3 separate regions of the Mus musculus genome follow, and regions 1 and 3 are each linked to region 2. A link is a contact called in public promoter capture Hi-C data. All regions are on one chromosome and are shown on one strand. The core of a region is the stretch at or near the end of the contact, and the rest is flanking DNA. Distances in the headings are between cores, read along the strand shown.

The links. Promoter capture Hi-C pulls out the DNA fragments that hold promoters and counts their contacts.
Region 1: a contact with region 2 is called in a promoter capture Hi-C map of pre-B cells. The contact joins the promoter of Zfp418 here to the promoter of Zfp110 in region 2. A contact is called at or near these places in 3 of 39 promoter capture datasets (cranial neural crest, frontonasal cranial neural crest and pre-B cells).
Region 3: a contact with region 2 is called in a promoter capture Hi-C map of cranial neural crest. The contact joins the promoter of Zfp444 here to the promoter of Zfp110 in region 2. A contact is called at or near these places in 3 of 39 promoter capture datasets (cranial neural crest, frontonasal cranial neural crest and pre-B cells).

What each region holds. Positions count from the first base shown.
Region 1 is chr7:7,169,705-7,172,949 of GRCm38.p6, forward strand. It overlaps Zfp418 (zinc finger protein 418), which reads left to right and starts at 1,649. Exons shown (of 4, transcript NM_146179.2): 1 at 1,649-1,854; 2 at 2,433-2,471. The coding sequence starts at 1,828.
Region 2 is chr7:12,833,407-12,836,280 of GRCm38.p6, forward strand. It overlaps Zfp110 (zinc finger protein 110), which reads left to right and starts at 1,355. Exons shown (of 8, transcript NM_022981.5): 1 at 1,355-1,758; 2 at 2,041-2,121. The coding sequence starts at 2,077.
Region 3 is chr7:6,171,031-6,173,934 of GRCm38.p6, forward strand. Zfp444 (zinc finger protein 444) reads left to right here and starts at 1,483. Exons shown (of 4, transcript NM_028316.3): 1 at 1,483-1,544.

The sequences.
Region 1 (3,245 bases), core at 399-2,898, 5.7 Mb before region 2:
TACCACCCCCCTACATACACACACATCCACACCCATACATCATCCAATGAAACTTTTCTTTGATGAGGCTCTTGAAGTCAACTTAGAAAAAGCACTCCCTTGGAAGTGCTTTTCTGAAGTCCCTTGTCTGGAGTTGAGCTGCTCCCTTCTCAAGTTCTGTGATGAAGAGGGTGTCAAGTCCCAGAGAAACAAGGGGCTATAAGAATACTATTGTCTGCTTGGCCTCTAGTCTCAGCCAGTACCTTTTGCTCCTGTAGGCACTTCTCACTCTGCACCCTACGCTAACCCAGGGACCTCCCTTAAGTTCCCTCAATTTCTCTTTCCTCAGCCACAGGATCTCTTGGCTTACTCTTGCCTCTCTTGATCAGCTTGCTCCTACCCCCTACCCCTTCTCTGTCTCTGTCTCTGTCTCTGTCTCTGTCTCTGTCTCTTCTCTTCACTTCTTCCCTTGAATTCTCTCTCTCTCTTGGTCTGTCTGAATCTTTCTAGATGCCTCAGTCTATACTCTCCCTTACATCTACAATAAAAATTTCCTCTTCCACCATACCCTGGAGCTATTGTGTCTTAATTTTCATTCAGAGGGAAAAGCAAAACAGCCTGAATGTTAAATTGTGTGTCCTTCAGAACAGGTATAAAGTGAACATTTCTAACAAAATTTACTACTGTTTCTCCTAGGATATAAAAATCTCTGTAATGTGCCCAGAGTGATGGCCCATGCCTTTAATTCCAGCACTCCAGAGACAGGAGGATCCCTATGAGTTAGGGAACAGCGTAGTTTACATAGTGAGTTCCAGGCCAGCCAGGCTTATGAAGTGATGCCTTGTCTTAAAACAAAGAAACAAATAATACATTAATAAGTTATTGTATTGAAAAAGAACAATTCAGCCATAGGAAGCTCATGCCTGGGGAGAAAGCTCAGTCAGGAACTCCGTCATTGCCTCACCTTGCCCTCCCCACCCTGTTAGCTTCTGCTAGTGCTGTGAATACCTGATTGGATGATGTTGTCCCTTTATGGTGCTCCTTGTTCTTTCCTGAAGTTACCTGATAGGACATTGTTCTGCGGGGGATCTCCCCCATTAGGACTCACAGATGGCTGCCTTGTTTGGTTTTTGCTGGATATTTTCTCCCAACTAGATGTTTTGGTATTTCTTTCTTCATATTTATTCTTCAATTTGGCTTACTCTATATTTAACTCACTCATTCTAAATGCAGAGTGGCTTACAAAACCTCTCAAGAGAGGCTCGAAAAGTTTTTCCTGTCTGCTGTTTTAACTTTCAAAATTTGGGCTAAATTATCTCTATTTAAAACATGCTACAGTGTGTCGAATATCTTTCCATAAGTAGCAACATATTTCTTCACTAAGCATGGTCAGAGATGTGTCAGCATTGCATCTGGAGTGTTTTCCTTTATAAATACATATAGGTTCCCCCAAATAAAATCCCAAATAAAATCCCCACTCTTCCTTTACTGCAGAAATATTCTGAAACAAATTAAGATCATTGTGAGGATGGATTATGGGCTGCTGTTGGTTCAAGCCTGAGCAGTAGGAACTACATTACCCACAATGCCAAGAGCAGAGTAGCAAACTGCTGAGCCAAAGAGGGCAGTTTCTGCCTGGGAAGGTCGACAGACATTGGGCGGTACTTCCTGCATTTTGTCCTGTCTTTGGTTTAACTGTCCATGGGTTGGTATTTGGAGGATTCTGAGCTTTAAAATCAGCAAGTTAGACTAAAGGTACGAGAGCGAACAGGCACTGGGTGTCGGCCAAGCAGACCATCATCAGCCGCGGCGGCCGTGCACCGGCCCCTGCGTACTCTACAGAGCCGGATGGCGGCGCTGAAGCACCTGGCTCAGGTAAGTGCCACATACTAGGCGCTCCCTCTCCCTAGATACTTTGAGTCCTAGAGCCCCTTGAGGACTCCCGCTCAGCTCACATCCTTATGAAAAACTTAATCCCTGTGTCCAGAACAGTGCCAAGCTCGTGGATGGGATCCGCATTTCTCGTAACTAGTCTGATGAGGCATGGAAGAGTGGGACCAAGAGAAGAGTGATTGACTGATTTGTGTGGGCAGTATCACGTTTGGCCACTTTAACCGGGAGCATTCCAGCCTAAAAAAACGGCAAGGTGAGGTGCATTAACTATGCCCTCACTACGGAGGAGCCAGCGGGACTGAATGGAAGATAAATGTAGCTAGAGGTTATTCAAAATATTCCAAAAGCTGCACAGAGTTAGAGCGGGCTGGAAGAGAATAATATGGAGCCCTCAGGAGAATAAAGCTTTGTGCAACATCCCGCAGCTGCTATGACTCAGCACTATGCATAGTTTAGAGATAATTTAGATATAAAAGGTTATGAAGATTCAGGACTGGACAGGGGTCCAGGTCCATGAAAACTTACCATGGTCTTTGATTCTTACAACTTTCTTCCCACAGGTTCCCAGATCTACAGAAAAGGGTATGGTCTGTATACAGGTGAGTGTGGGGTGTTCTAGTAAGTTCACCAGTGTGGCCACACTTCTTGCCTCACGTTGGTAGTGGAATTCATTTTTGTGGGGGTTCTTAAGAATGGAATGTAACATTTAGCATGGAGGCATATCCCTGGAGTCTGAACACTAGAGAGGACCAAGGCACGTTCAAAGCCAGCCTGGGATACATGGTGAGACCCTAAGAAAGAATGAGTGATTGATAAGATAGCTCAGTTGGTAAAGGCACTTGCTACCAAGCCTGAGTACTTAAGTCAGTCCCCAGAACCTACATGATAAAGGGAGAGAACTGATTCCTGAAAATTGTGCCCTGCTTTTCTACTTGTACACTCACATACATATGCATACTGGGAGAAAATAAATAAATAAATAAATAAATAAATAAATAAATAAATAAATACAAAAAGAGGGAGACTGAGATTTCAAAACCCAGTAGTATAGTGGGAATGTCAGCCGCTGGCTAGTCACACAGATCTACAACTCTGGGGAAAATTAAGCATGGAGACATCCTGATTGCTGAAGGCTGCTGTTTATCCTTGAATACGGGTGGATTAGGAAACAGAATCAGCTTTATTTTATTATTTTAATACTTTTAAAATGTTATCCCCCTTCCCAGTTTCCCCTCCACAAACCCCCTATCCTATCCCCCTCCTCTCTGCTTCTGTGAGGGAGCTCTCCCACCTCACTGCCTTAGCATTCACCTGCTCTGGGACATCAAGCCTCCATAGAACCAAGGATGCCATTGATGCCAAATAAGGCCATC
Region 2 (2,874 bases), core at 105-2,604:
AACAGGACTCAAGCCCCTGCTGAGCCTGAAGTGGGTTTATTTTTCTCTAGTCTGTTTTTTCTAGTCTATTCTAAGTACATGCAAAGAATAAGGTCAGTTCTAAGTCAAGGTACAAACAAGGCAATAAACAAAGTCCTGTGGTATTCAGGGACTTACAAAACGATCAAGATCTTGATCTTAGCCCCAAGTCAAATTCTTGCCTGAGCCTACTTCCGTGTCCTAGCCTAATGTCAAATTCCTGCCCAATTCCTAGAAGCAGTCCCAAGAGCTCTCCACATGTATGGATATTTACAGTTAGCATCCCTGGGACTGAGTGTAATTTTAGTTTTCCTCATACATCTCTGATCCTCCATGTCCCTTTGTAGCTGGTCTTTGCAACTTTGTGGGTTCTCCTCTTCCTCCCATCTTTATCCATGCCCCCTTTTTACCCCTTAACACTAGACTGGAAAGAAACAGGAATAGAGGGGAGAGAGGAATTAGGAAATCCCTGAATCTGATTTCTTTTCTTTTGCTTCTCCTTTGACCTCAGCTACTACGAAACCACAACCAACCTCCTCCCTATACAACCAACTGGTCCAGCCCAGCCCCTAGCCTATCGGGCCCTAACATTAATATACTCTCTGAAAAGTTCTCAGAATTCCAAATATAACACAATCACAAAAAACTATCTGCTACAGACAGAACCACGATTCTGCTAGAGCACAAAACAAATCACGGTCAGCTGCTACAGGCAGTCTGAAGCAGCCCCACATCCCTATACCTGGAATCAAACAAAATATTATTTTATAATATTTGTTTGTTCTTCCAAGAAACCAAAATTCCAGGATTCTCACTACATCCCTTCCTCTGCTGGGGAAAACTAGAGAGGACATTTAGTGTAGCCTACCATATTTTAAGTCCACCAGGTCTCCATACTTCCCACCTAAACGTTATAAGCCCACACCACCCTGCCCAGACCACACAACCCTGCCCACTCTACTAATCTGGACGCAAACGCCTGTCCTCTCATGGAAATTTGAGTACTTTTAATTCCGATGCCTAATGGCTTTCTGTTTCTACAGTTACTCCTTTCTTCCTCTCCCTTTAAGGGTACCGGTGAAACTTCAGTAAGATTGCATCCTTTTCTCCTTCCCCACAGTAAACTCCGTTAAATGACTTTGTCTTCTCTTGCCTCCGACCCACAGACAGCCCCAATCCGGATTCCCTCCCCCTCTACACTAGTAGAGCCGTAGGTTCCATCTGTCCCCTCGTCCCGCCTTCCTTGCTCTGCTACGCGGCGTGCCTCGCTCAGCCGACCTAACACCAGCACTTCCGGCCCACCCCCTTGCCCATGCCTAGCTTCCGTTTTGTCCAAGTTCTTTTGCTCCTGTTAGTGGGTTCGATTCTCTCCTAGCCTCGGTCTCTGTCCACAGAGGTACTGGTGCTCAGCGTCTTAGTATCCTTCTTCAAAAGCTGCATCCTAGTTCTTTAGCAGTCAATAACACACTTTTCGGACTTCGGCTTCGCCCGCCAACAGGACAAACGCCGCCTAACTGCTGCCGCTCGACGTCCGCGGGGGCGTCTGGGAGTTGTAGTCCGGACTCGTGAGCTGGCGCAGTTCGGGACAAGACCGACGGGCGAGCGCCATTGTGTCTTTCCGCAATCGTAGCGCTGCGTGAAAGCCCGTCGGGGGCAGCACCCATCTTCTGTTTTATTTGCAACCTCTGGAACCCAGTGTCGGCTTCGTTTGTGGCGCCACTTCTACGGACCCGGGAGAAGGTGTGTAGTCGTGGGTCCGAACAAATCCTAAGGAAGACATCGCGTTCTAAATAAGGACCACAGTTTAAGAAAACCAACCGCCTTTTGGATTAGATGACATCAGCTGTCCCCTCTCGGTTAGAGGGGAACCTGTCTTGTAGGCTTATGGGAGTCGGGAAGAGGATTCACTGGGCACTTTGCAATTTTGGGGTGGACTGGTCATGTCCTGCTGAGGGGTGGGATATGGGCAGAGGTGGGGGAGCCGCTGGGCACATTCCTTAGTGCCCCCCTCTTCCACTTTAGGTTTCGTCAGCATTCTGCCTACTCCTGGGAGAGAACATGGAGGACAGTATGGCTTCCACGCTTCCAACAACCTGGCCCCATGTGAGTAAAGGCTTCTTTTCAACTTTTGAGTCGGCTCAGGGGTCGGCTAGTGGTGAGACGTTTGTTCTCAAATATCATTGAGTTTCGGGAGGAGTTGGAGGACTGCCCAAGAGGGTGGTTACAATAGAAGAAACAAACAAACCGATTTCTGAACCAGGAACTGGCAAGCCAGATTGAGGCTTTTTAATTAAAAAACAATACTATTACATTTGGGGGGGGGGGGGCATGCACGTGTGTGCCACTGCCTGCTTGTAGAGGACAGAGAGTACCTTTCCGGATCGCTACCCTTCTTCCAACATATGAATCCTGAAGATCAATCAAACTCAGGCTTGGTAGCAGGCACCTTTACCCACTGAGCCATCTCACCAATCCTTTTCAACCTTTATTTTTTCTTTTTTTTTTTTTTTTTTTTTTTTTTTTTTTTAAGCTGAGGGTCTGGTGAAAGAAACTGACAAGTGTAAGAAGATAAGAAGCTCATGTTTAGTTTTCAGCAACTACTTTAAGGAAGTGACAATTCAAAAACAAGAAAAGAGGTATAGATGGGAACCAACAGTCCTATCCCCTGATTAGTGAGAAATGAACAGGTTTTCATAGACCACAGTCTCACGTGTCCCCTGATTAGTGTCAGACCGATTTGCTCAAGGATTCAGACAAAGGAACATGAGATAAGTAAAATGTAGCTGGGTCATCTTGCTCAGCCTTCCTATTTTTCTGTCACTGTAGAAGAGGAAAACCCTGGACTGAACTGCATCT
Region 3 (2,904 bases), core at 233-2,732, 6.7 Mb before region 2:
TACAAGAGACTCCGTCTTAAAAAAGTTTTAAATCATATACGAAAAGAATCCAACTAGTATGTGAAAAGCACCACTAGGAAAAGAATGTGGTATTGCAGGCTCGCTCTTCAAATAGCAAAGCAGCTTGTGTGGTTAGCACACTTACCAAGATGAGGGACAGAGAGGGCAGAGAGGTGGGACAGGATTAAGTTTAGCTGTTGTGGGGATAGATCCGTCTCTAAGCTGTAAACTAGTGAGTAAATAGAAACTAGGGCAATGGTATTGTCCATCCACGAATTTGGTAAGGACAATAACAACTCTGCTTCACATGATTTCCTTTGTGTGCCAATGTCACCTTTTTTCGAAGTCCAGTGAGGAGGGGAGAGTCTCTGTCTGCCCCACTAGCTTGTAAGAGCCATCTATCACGTAAACAGAAAGTCTCATAACCTTCTTGCGCTCCTGCGAGTACGTGTGTATGTGGTGCGTTGGGGTAGTAGGTAGGGGTAGGGCTGGAAAGATGACAAAGAGGTTAACAACGAAGCACAAGCTATTCTAGACGTCCTTCTAGCACCTACATGTGGCTCACAACCGTCTGTAATACAGGTCTAAGGGAATCCCACGCCGCTTTCTGGCCTCCGTGGGTACTGCGAGCACATGGTGCACCGACTCAGCGAAACACCCATACATATTACAAAGAGCAAACTCAAAACCTTCTTGCCTTTTCTGAGGTAGGGAAACTGAGGCTTCAGTGTCCGTAGGGGGCTACACAAGCGCCGTTTGACACGTAATATTTTCCTTCCTATTCACAAGACGGGAAACTGAGGCTAGAGAGTGGACTGACAGTATGGGACGAGCGAACTAATTCTCAGAGGTCAGGTTTCGTTGACCAGCCTCAACCTTCCTTTAACCTAGTACTGGAGCGGGAGGGCGATACTGCAACTGTTGTCAAGGAGACGGATCTCCCACTGCTGATCTGAGGAGAACTCTGGCATAGCCTCCACGACCTCCTCTATAGGCGCTTAAAGGTCCTGGAGGCGGGTCTCCCAAGTGTGCTGCCTCCCCCGGTTTCCACGACAACGAAACCACAGATTCCTCTTATCCCTCCCCGACCCGTCCGCGTTTGCCAGAAGTCAGCCGGCGGGGTGTCTTGTGAGGGATGGTAGAGGAAGGAAATCCACGTGAAATCTGGGAAATGTAGTCCAAAATCAGAAGCGCTCTGTTTGCGCCTGTGTGAGCCAATAGGAATCGGGTTTTCTTCTTTACACTTTAAGAAATGTAGTTTTCTGGCTAGCTCGGGACGCACGAGCGTACAGGACTCATCACAGTAGGGCTAATGGAAAGCCGCTTTGTCGCGATGTTTCTTGGGAGATGTAGTTTCCAGCTGGGAGAGGTGGGAAGTGTTGGGTAGAATTAGCGATTCCTAGTGTAGAGAGTGAGGGGACGTGGGGGCGGGGAAGTACGGGTGAATTTGGCGCAAAGCCTGCTGGGGCATGGAGTCCCGATGAGCTTTGTGCGCATGTGCGGGAAGGTGAGGTTGTTTGGGGGGCCTCGCCCAGGAGAGTGAGGTGAGCTAGAGGGAAAAGGAAGGGCTGGGGAGTCCGGTGTACGGGGAACGGGCGGACCACGGGGAGGGGTACCCAGGTCTGGAGGAGGGAGAGGAAGGGAGGGATGGGCGGCTTGGGGGAGGGGGATGATAGGAGGCTGGAGGTGGGGTTCTGGGGGCGGGCCGGGGAGCGGGAGGAACGCGAGATGCAGACGCGGGAGAGTTGGAGGCCTGGGGAGGCTGGGCAGCGGGAGGGGGCTGGGATGTTCGAGGGGGAGCCCTGGGATGGTTGGAAACTGAGAGTGGAGTGGAAGTTGGACCCCACTGAGAAATCCTGGGGCGCCGGGACCTCTAACCTCTTCGAAAAGGATTGCGGGAAGGGGTCTATCCAGGGGCACCGTGCCATAGCAGCGTAGACCGGTGCAGGTGGCTAGTCCTGTGTGCTGGTCACACGTTCACACGCACTTCTGTCGAGTTGAGGTTCTGGAGGATAAGTATTTCTTCATTACAAGCGTATCCGCCTCATTAGCTTGTCGCGAGAGGCGAAATTCATTAATGTGCAGAAGGGGCTTGGAGACAGGTTTTAACAGGATAAGAGGGACTTAAATCTCTCGGTTCTGATCCTCCTGGCTCAGCCTCTCACGTGCTCAGATTACAAGCGTTGGCCTAGTTTTTTTGTTTTGTTCAGGGTTTTTGTTGTTGTTGATGATGGTGTTTTGGGTATGGTCTCCTGTAGCCCAGGCTGGCCTTAATCACACTCGAGAGCCATGCCAAGCTTTAAACCGGTGAAAGTAATTGAATTTAAAAACAAACAAACAAAAATACTCATCTTAACTTTTTTTTTTTTTTTTTTTGGTTTTTCAAGACAGAGTTTCTCTGTATAACCCTGGCTGTCCTGGAACTCACTCTGTAGACCAGGCTGGCCTTGAACTCAAATCCGCCTGCCTCTGCCTCCCAAGAGCAGGGCTTAAAGGCATGAGCCACCACTGCCAGTCTTCACTCCTTTTTATATGCTATTTTAACACCTATTCCAATTTACAATTTAGTCTTGGGCGCTTGTTTCACAGTGGCTTTACGTAAATGACTCACAAGGAGTTGGAGGGTTAATGTGTGTTGATAGTAAATGCAATAGGTGGGGTTTGTTTATTGCCAGGTGGTGTTCTGGGTACTTTTTTTTTCTTTTAATGATTTATTTTTATTTTAACGTGCATCCATATTTTGCCTGCATATGTGTTTACTGCATCCTCTGATTCTAGAGTTTCAGTTGTGAGCTGCCATGTGGGTGCTGGGCATTGAACCCAGGTCCTCTGGAAAAGCAGCAACCAGTACTCTTAACTGCTGAGCCACCTCTCCAGCCATGCTCTGGGGTACTTTTTTGCTCT